3 separate regions of the Zea mays genome follow, and all the other regions are linked to region 1. A link is a contact called in public Hi-C data. All regions are on one chromosome and are shown on one strand. Each heading gives the region's core, a stretch centred on a gene start, on an enhancer-like site or on the middle of the called end of the contact. The rest is flanking DNA. Distances are from core to core; before and after follow the strand shown. Region 1 holds the start of LOC100280330. Region 2 holds the start of LOC100284227 (serine/threonine-protein phosphatase PP1). Region 3 holds the start of LOC100381625 (Gamma-tubulin complex component 4).

Region 1 (3,098 bases), core at 343-2,842:
TTGCCGCAGCGGGAGGAGGCGGTGGTGGAGTAGCCGCAGAAGCGATTTCCGTCGGGCAAGGAGAGGCTTGAGGAGAACCGCCCGTCTCCGCCAACGCCGATGTCGAAGAGATTGGGCCCAAACGCCGCGTACAGGTCGTCGTGCGCTCGGACGCGGTGGCCCGAGACTACAGATCACCCACACGGGGGTTCCACTTGGTGTCCATCGCACTGAAACGCTAGTCCAATTCAGATAAGATGACCCTGGTTTGGTGCTCGAGGGAGAGGGTGAGAGTGGGATCGATCAGAGAAGACGCCATGGGAAGAAGAGGATCTGAGGATCGGTGGACCTCTGATACCAATTGTTAACACACCAAGAGGAAGGGAGTGCCAACAGGAAGGGAAGAAGAGAGTTCGGGAAGGAAGAACAGAAGCAGAAAGCTGGGAATTGTATCTTTTAGTTTTCGATCCCTTTTCCCTGTTACAAGACACGATACTTATACGATACTGGACTCCTCACCACACACACGGCCAACAGGCCGGGCTCACTTGGCCCACTCTGCACCAGCCCAATGAGAATTGGGGCGACAAACTTCTTCTCTGCATCTCATGGTTCTCAGGCAGTTGGAGCTCTTCAGCACAGACAGACTGGTAACATTTCCTAACATATTTGCAAATCACCGTCTCAATATTGACTTGCTCCCAAAAAATGGGGCCTTTTATCAAGTAGATTGATAGAGCACAAAATTGGCACATAAAACCTTTAAAGTAACTATAAATTATTCAAGGTTACAAGAAAAAATAGACATCTCGAACTTGAATCTAAAATTCAGAATCATGCACACTCTCAAATCATCCTCATACAACAAATCTCGCACACAAACAGTACCGACATATGAAGCCAACTGAAATAGGAAAAAATCATCCACAAAACATGTTCATGCAACAAAAGCATAAGCCTATACAGCTGAAAAGATCCGACCTTTAGAACTTCTTAGCCCAAAATTCAGCATAGAGGCAACTACAAATTATGAAACCGATTCTATTTCAGCGAAATTAAACAAACTTTTACGAATTTGGCCACATTTAAGGATCCACACATTCAATTTGACACTACAACCCAAAAATAGCACCTACCACGCGATTGAACCACAAACTTCGCAAGCAACAATCCACCGACAGATCCGGCGTCTATGAAGAATTACCTAGGTGGAACTCGTGGCCGCAGTGCAGCCTGGCGGTGGACCTCTCCCCGGACGCAGCGAGCACCGCGTCGAGGCAGATCGAGCAGGACACCGCGGCGGCCTTGTCCTCCTTCCCGCCCGCCTCGTCCTGCTCTGCCGGCACCCCAGCGGCCGTCGCCGCCTGATCCTTGGGCTCCGCACCGACGCCCATCCCCTCCGCCCTCCCTTCCTCTCCCCTCCTCTCCTCCTCACCAACTGCGGGATTTCTTGGCCGGATCCCACCAAATCTGAGCCGGGCCGAGGCGGGACGGAGCTCGAAACGGCCGCCCCGGCGACGGCGAGGCTGTCACCCCCGTGTCCTCGGGGATCGCGCGCGTCCTCGGGGTGTTCGCGCCCTGTCCAATCGCGAGGAGAGCGCGTTCTTGCGTGCGTTCTCTCTCCTGTCTATCTGCTCGCCTCCACGAGAAATTAGATATAGAGAGATAAAAAACTGGAAAAAAACAGGGAGCGGCGCAAGAAAGCGAATAATACGGGTGTTTTGCTATGAACACCTCGTATAGTTTGTTATTACAACTCTAACTGTCACATTGTACAGTAGTACTGTACTAAGGACTATTTTATGACTTGGTACCGTTTCTTATCTCAGTAAAAAACTACGTAAAGTCGGGAGCATATGTATAACCGAGTATTAGCTATAGACATATGAATGTATTGGTTTATATATATACTAGGTGAGTGTCCGTGCGTTGCAACGAAATATATAATATCATAATAGGTTATATATAAATGTGTGTTATACTGTTATGAGAAAAGTTCCTCGAGCACTAGGTTGGCCTAGGGTACGATGATGGAGACGTTGCCGATATGGCAGCGCACGAGGTCGTGTCACCAAAACAGGTCGTTGCAGCCCTTAGAGTCGTCCCCAAAGGAGACCACGACACCGGGGCCGATGAGGTGGGCTAGACCCCGCCGCACATCGAGAGGAGCCTGTGGAGCGGGCCAAGCATGCTTCTACCGCATTGCCGACAATGGCGTCCCCGAGGCAGCACAGGCTGCGCGGGGAGGGGTCAGTTTTGGTGCTGTGGGGAGGCGAGGGCGAGGGTCGCAATCAGCCGCGTACAAGAAGAATGGGGGCGAGGACGGAATGGAACGACGAGCGAGCCGAACAGGTGGAACTGTCGGTGCGAAGTTCGTGGGGGGCGACGACGAGGTAGCATGAGATGCCCATATTAGGTTTTAATAGTGTAATATAGATATAGATGAGAACACTCAATTTGACCGACGTCTCATACAAATTTGAAAGAAACTGGACTACATCAGTTAGACCTCCAAAACCCAGCGCTATGGATGAGTCAAAAAGAAAGAAAGAAAATGAGTAAAGTTACACCTTATCACCGACACAACACTTATAAGGGAGATGAGTCGAATAAATGGTTGCTGGGGGCGATAGACGGATCCCGGATAGTTTGTGTAGCTGCTGGAAGCTGTCGGCCTGGACCCGTCGGCATAACCTGCATAGGCACTTGCAGCTAGTGTGGGGGACAGATATCCCCTGGGTCCACTAAAGAAGTAAAAGGCCTCACGAAAGGCCCAAGGGCCCAATAATTCGTAAGGTCATTCTTTCGTGGGCCTAGGGAAAGGCAACCAACAAAGAAGACGTAAGACTGATTAGTGCAAACACAGGCGGCCCACAACGACGAACGAATGAATCACAACAAAGACCCGACTTTCCCGCGCTGAAGCCCCCATGCAGCAAGAGCCATGCGAGGATAAGTCGGCGAAGGTTACGTAGGGATAAACTCAAGAGGTTCACTATCTTTTAGCTACTTGTTGTTATCATACCCACGTGTACTGCCCTACGGTCGAGTATATAAGGCCTAGGGGGCACCCCTTCAGAAGGATCGACCCTGTTCTACTTAGCCACCCACAAAAACTC
Region 2 (3,098 bases), core at 400-2,899, 260 kb after region 1:
CCCATAGCTCGCTTTGCAGTCCTCTTTACCACCTTATACCTCTCTATTTTAACTGCGCTCCTGTCATGGAACAAGCTCCTGTAACAAATTTTTTTCTCCTTTATTGCCTTTTGAACATCCTCGATCCACCACCAAGTATCCTCAGATTCACCGCTGCTCCCTTTGGTCACTCAAAACACCTCTGACGCCACCTTCTTAATAAAAGTTGCCATCTTCACCCACATGATGTTTGCATGTTCTTCTTCGGACCAAGCGCCCTCCACAAAAACTCTTTCCCTAAAAACTTCGGATGTCTCCCCTTTGAGTTTCCACCACTTCGTCCTCGCAATTTTGGCTTGTTTAACCCTATGGGTACTGATCCGAAAACAGAAGTCAGCCACCACAAGATTATGTTGGGGCTCAACACTCTCTCCAGGTATCACCTTACAATCCAAACAAGCTTGTTTATCTTCTCTCCTTGTGAGCACGAAGTCGATCTGGCTCGAACGATGGCCACTGCTAAAAGTCACCAAATGAGAATCTCTCTTTCTAAAGAAAGTGTTGGCTATCAATAGGTTGTAGGCTACAACAAAGTCCAAAATATCATCTCCTTCTTGATTCCTACTACCATACCCGAAGCCTGCATGAGCTAGCTCATAATCTACATTTGTTGAACCTACATGACCATTGAGATATCCTCCTATGAAAAGCTTCTCATTGGTGGGTACCGCTCTGACCATGTCATCTAAGTCTTTCCAGAACTTCATCTTCTCGCTCTCACTAAGACAAACCTGAGGGGCATAAGCATTTATAATGTTCAAGACTACATCCCAAAACTAGTTTGACTAGGATAATCATATCTCCCTGCCTTTTGACGTCCACCACTCCATCCTTGAGGGTATTATCAATCAGGATACCTACTCCTTTTTGTTTGCCACTGTTCCTGAGTACCATAGTTTGAAACCAGTGTTCTCCACCTCCTTCGCTTTTTGCCCTTACATTTTGTCTCCTGGACACATAGGATATTAACACGGCTCCTTCTCGCTGCATCGACTAACTCTCTTAGCTTACCTGTAAGGGATCCTACCTTCCAACTACCTACACGGATCCTAGTCGGCTCAACTAGCTTCCTTACCCCTCGCACCCGTTGAGACAGGAGCGAAGACCCTTGTACATTTGTCACAACACCCGGACGCCGATGTAGCGCGCCACTAGCCCACTAAGGAAGCGACGACCCGATCCTTGCTCACTTGACACCGCATCCAGATCACGATACGGTGTGCCACCAAGTGGGTGGTGTCTCGACCCTTACCCATTTAACATCATACCCGACTTTCGATATGGCACGTCGCTAAGAGGGTTACGCCCCAACTGTTTTCTTGACATTTTAGCGTAGGTGTCCCAGTTAATAATGGCACCAGAACGAAACCCTTATATTTGATGATAATTTGACGAAACCTATATATTTGATGACAATTTAACAAAATCCAATTATCGTAATGTCGTAATTCCAAAATTCTCCTTGTCAATAGCAAATGACAAAACGGTTGGATAGAGATCCGCCTCGTTGATCAGAGGCCGTCCATCGCGGAACCAACGGTGGATGCTCCTTCACGCGGTTTTGAACACTTCAGCCCGACGAATTGTTCGGTTCGTCGACGACAACCTCCATTTGTTCCACAATCCACATTCCCCACCCCCCACGGCCCCCGGGCCCACCCACCCTCTCCCTCTTCTTCCTCACTCCTCTCTCCCTCTCTCTCTCTCTCTCTCTCTCTCTCGTCCTGCGCCACACGCCGCGGCCGTCTCCGGGCAGGAAGGAAGGGGGCGGGAAGATGATGATGACGCGGGCACCGATGGGGCCGATGGAGGGCGCGGCGGTGGACGAGATGGTGCGCCGCCTCGTGGAGGGCGGCCGAGGCGGGCGCCAGGTGCAGCTGTCCGAGGCGGAGATCCGGCAGCTCTGCGTAGAGGGCAAGCGGGTGCTCCTCTCCCAGCCCAATCTCCTCCGAATCCACGCCCCAGTCAAGATCTGCGGTAATCGTCGCCTTTCTCTTATCTATCTATGTATCTACCTGGGCGATGCCGCCTGATTCCTTCGGTCCTTCCCCTTTTCGTTTGGGACGCCGCCTAATTCCATCCATCCCTCGGCTTTGCGGTCTCCCCGTTTTGGATGGGGAAAGGGTAATTTGGTCGTGCTACTTTTGGGCTTCCATGGCGAATTGCTCAGTCACGGTTGGATTTGGGCGACCCGGGAAAAAAAAAGTTGTTTGATAGGAGTAACCCGTCGGTGCCATGTTTTCCTGTCTGCATTCCTTACATGTTACGTTTGCAGCCTGAGAGGCATGGAAATGATTGATGGAAGTATGGATAAGTTGGCGGGAGTAATGATCGGGTACTAGAGATAATAGTTAGCTGCTAAAATTAGTTGAAGATATCCAAACAGTATAGCTTATAGTTCAGCTATTAGCTATTTTTAGCAAATTATCTAATAGCTCTAATGCAACTTTCTAGCCAATTCCATTAGCAACTTTTTTAGCCAACTAAGGCCATGTTTGGTTTCTTTAGTCTAGGGACTAAAGTTTAGTTAGGGGACTAAAGTTTAGTCCCTAACATGTTTGGTTCTAGGGGCTAAAAATAGTAAGAATATACTAAATGACTCATAAGAAGACTAAAATGACCTTTAACATTCTACTACTATAGTACAATTGAACTAAATGAGGGGTAAATGTGGAATTAATATGGTTTAGTCCCTTTTAGCACATATGTGAAGGACTAAAGACTAAATCATTTTAGTCCATATTTTAGTCCTAGTGTTTGGCAAAAAAGGGACTAAATGAGACTAAAAACTAGAGACTAATCTTTAGTCCCTCTAACCAAACACGCCCTAAGTGTTAGCTCTAATGCATTCAAATACCCCTTAGGTACAAGGGAATGCCCTCGAGTACACTTTTTAAGTTAGGTGTACTGACTTGTGCGATTGAGAATTTGTGTTGACATGAACATGTAGTCCTCTTTTCAAACCATGTATTTGATCTGTAAATTAGCAGGTGTTTGAATGCACTAAAACTAATAGTTAGTTAGCTAAAAATTATTAGTGAAATTAGCTAGCTAACAAA
Region 3 (3,098 bases), core at 267-2,766, 130 kb before region 1:
CCAAAGGCACTAGCATATTCAATAAGACATTTGAGGGCATGTTTGGAAGAAAAGTATTTTTATAGTTTCCAGGGAATTTTAAGAGTATTGGAAACTCCACTCAAACCTAAAGTTTTCATGACATGGCTAGCTTTTGCCTAATACCATGATTTACAATGTTGTACCCCAATGGTGAAGGCGGCAGGGTCCCTTTCACCAGGTCATAGGTTCAAACCTTGGCCCTGCATAAAAAATCTTCTCGTTGTTCCTCATCTGCTCTCAGGCTATGACTCGGCTATGCGCCACCCTCAGGCCTAGGTGGGCCTTTGCAGAGTGGGCAGCTTGAATCAGCCCATTAGTGATGGGAGGACAGGGTTCGGGGGTTTCTCGGTTGGGACCGTTGCCACGGCCTTCTATTAATGTAATACCGCAAGGGTGGGCTTACCCTCCCCAGCTGAGTTTTTTATCCAAACAATAGCTAGTGTTCTTAGAGCTGACCAAAACTATGGTTTTGTCATGACAATTGCAAAGTATAGTATTGTAAAATCATGGTTTTGTGAAACATTGTTACCAAACAGGCCCTGAGCAGAGTGAAGTTCAGAACCTGTGAACATGAACTCTAGTGGATTAAGTATCAATTTTCCCAGTTATCCAGAGGCGTGTTTTCCACTTCCCAGGAACCAAAAAAACGGAAAGCTTATTCCTGAGCAGAAGACGGGATATAAGTATCGATTTTCATTACCATGAAATTTGTGCTCTTCTAATGAGATAATGGCAAAATGTAGATTGTATAACTCCAGACTGATCGACTCAACCAGTGTATGTGTATTCATTGCATTGCAAATTTCACAAAGCATGCTATGGTCCAAAAATGGATGGCTATGGCGATAATTTCATGAACTAATAAACATCAAGTGACGAAATTGTGCTTAGGCATGCATAAGAACCACCAATAAAGGTAATTTTCTGCATAAATTTCTCCAGAACTCGGTGGCACCTGACCACACGGGGTGGTAATGGATCATGGCCCTAATACTTGCTTCATAAATCAACAAGGCCCTTAATTTTGTTAGTTCAAAATTGTATTGTTTTATGATCCGGCCCTAACTTGATTCGATCCGTAAATTTGCTAGGCTAAATTAAATGGCCCGTTACCACCCCCTCCACACCTAACTCCATATCCGCCCACAGCCGCACAAAGATCCCAATCCCAAGCAGATCACGGACGCCGCATAGCACTACAGCACTGCCACATATTCGCGTCCGCGGGCGGGTGTAGGTGTTTGCCCTTACCTCTCTGATGGCTGGAGGAAGGTGAGGTCCGGCGCGAGGCGGAAGGAGGGGCCCACCTCACCGTCTCCGTTTCCATCCTCGCCGGCGTCCTGGGAGGCGGCGCGGCGCCGCGGCAGAGAGACGTCGAGGACGAAGTCGCCGGTGAAGCCGAGCAGCGCGAGGAGGAGCTCGTGCAGCATTGCGGCGTCTTGGTGCCCCCACGGCGGGGGTTTCACTAGGGTTTCGCCGAGATCTCGAGAAATGGGTATAGTGAGAGTGGGAGAAGAGAAGGAAAAGGGCGGGGACGGGCGGACGGCGGAGTTTTAGTTCGTTTCAATGGATTTTTGAATAATTCTAACCGTGCTGCTATGAGTTTGCGGTTAACTTACTCCCTCGTCCGACAATTCTAAATTTGAAATAATTCAATTTAAAAAAATATCATTTTGATAAACTTAAAAAAATGATATCAGCACGTTTATCTCCAAATATGTTTTGCAACCATAGATGTTAGTATTTTTTACAGATTTTGATAAACTTAAAACTTTTGGCTCCAAAAAATGATAATTGCTCTTTTTAAGCATACAGGAGTATAAATCTCCAATGCACTGTTTTGATCCTTTGAATTGACTTACATTCTGATAACCATAATTTAGGCACAAGACATTAAACTATATGATTTTATGTAGAATACATTTGTATGATATGTATGTGCTACATTTTCTATATAAGAGTTAGATGAATGGCGTGTTATAAATTGCAAGTTAGAAATATAACCTAATGATACATAAAATGAAATTTCATTTTTCGCTCTATAAATTTAAGATATAAATTTAAGATACGATTATATCTAAATTATTGGAAAAAGATGGAGTGTCAAATTTCAAATCAAATAGCCTATTTTATTAAGTAGATTCTAATTTCTCCAAAATAAACTTATCCAAACGCCCTCTAGATAATTTTTACCAAAGATATTAATATTTTTTATAGATTTAGCTAAACTTAAAGAAATCTCTAAAGACGAGAATTGTCTTTTTTGGGTTGGAGGTAGCAAGAAAAAATATCAAATACATGATATGGATACCTAATGCATTTGTAATGGGTATGTCAACTGAGCGGAGGCTGTTGCGATCCATCTATCGAGATCTGTTTAGCCCAAGCCAACTCACGGTCATCATTGCGCTCTCCAACTCATGTATGCTCAACTCAGCAACGTCGTGCGGGATCAACTCCATTCTCAAGGTATGATAACTCCGGTTGAACACACAAAACGTACTCGTCGCGTTCTCGCGGACGATTCTGGGTCCGGGCAGTCCGCGGTCCAGACGGTACACGATGGTGGCGTGGAGAGTCCGCGCGTATACAGAATCAGTTAGGATTCCGAGTTTTTTTAGAATTTGTTAGTTAAATCTGTAGAATTAACTTGGGAAACGACTTATAACGGGTCCAAGCCTCCCCTTTATATAGATAAAAGACTACGTCCGATTGAACTCTCCATAATCGATCAAATCAAATCTACTTATCGTTTTTTTTCTTTTTGCATTAGGAGTAGCTTTAGTTTAACATTAGTTTAGCCTTCCTCTACCTCAAATTTTCACATCCCTTCGGCTCTACGTCAATTAGAGACGTCTTGGGTGGCCTGTCGACGCCAAGACACCTTAGGATCTCTCCTCCCTGACGGGGTCCCTCCCGGAAGGCGAGATCTAGGTCTGTTACGAAGAAGAAGACCCTCTGCGTCATCACGAACCGTCCGAGCCCTAGGCGCGGGACCGTCCAGATGTGCGCAGAGTAGGAGACACTCTTGCGCCATGTCACAAACCGTTCGACCCAGAGCCGTGGACCGTCCACGC

Evidence for each region. A called contact is a pair of places that touch in the nucleus more often than the background predicts.
Region 2: a contact with region 1 is called in a Hi-C map of bundle sheath, with 2.8 times the contacts expected there. The contact joins the promoter of LOC100284227 here to the promoter of LOC100280330 in region 1. A contact is called at or near these places in 2 of 25 Hi-C or Micro-C datasets (bundle sheath and tassel).
Region 3: a Hi-C map of root tip shows a contact between it and region 1, with 2.1 times the contacts expected there. The contact joins the promoter of LOC100381625 here to the promoter of LOC100280330 in region 1. A contact is called at or near these places in 4 of 25 Hi-C or Micro-C datasets (ear, root tip, tassel and 1 more).

What each region holds. Positions count from the first base shown.
Region 1 is chr6:137,741,368-137,744,465 of Zm-B73-REFERENCE-NAM-5.0, forward strand. It overlaps LOC100280330, which reads right to left and starts at 1,593. Exons shown (of 6, transcript NM_001153256.1): 1 at 1,184-1,593. The coding sequence starts at 1,373.
Region 2 is chr6:137,997,088-138,000,185 of Zm-B73-REFERENCE-NAM-5.0, forward strand. LOC100284227 (serine/threonine-protein phosphatase PP1) reads left to right here and starts at 1,650. Exons shown (of 4, transcript NM_001157122.1): 1 at 1,650-2,016. The coding sequence starts at 1,815.
Region 3 is chr6:137,610,871-137,613,968 of Zm-B73-REFERENCE-NAM-5.0, forward strand. LOC100381625 (Gamma-tubulin complex component 4) reads right to left here and starts at 1,517. Exons shown (of 16, transcript NM_001174442.1): 1 at 1,273-1,517. The coding sequence starts at 1,451.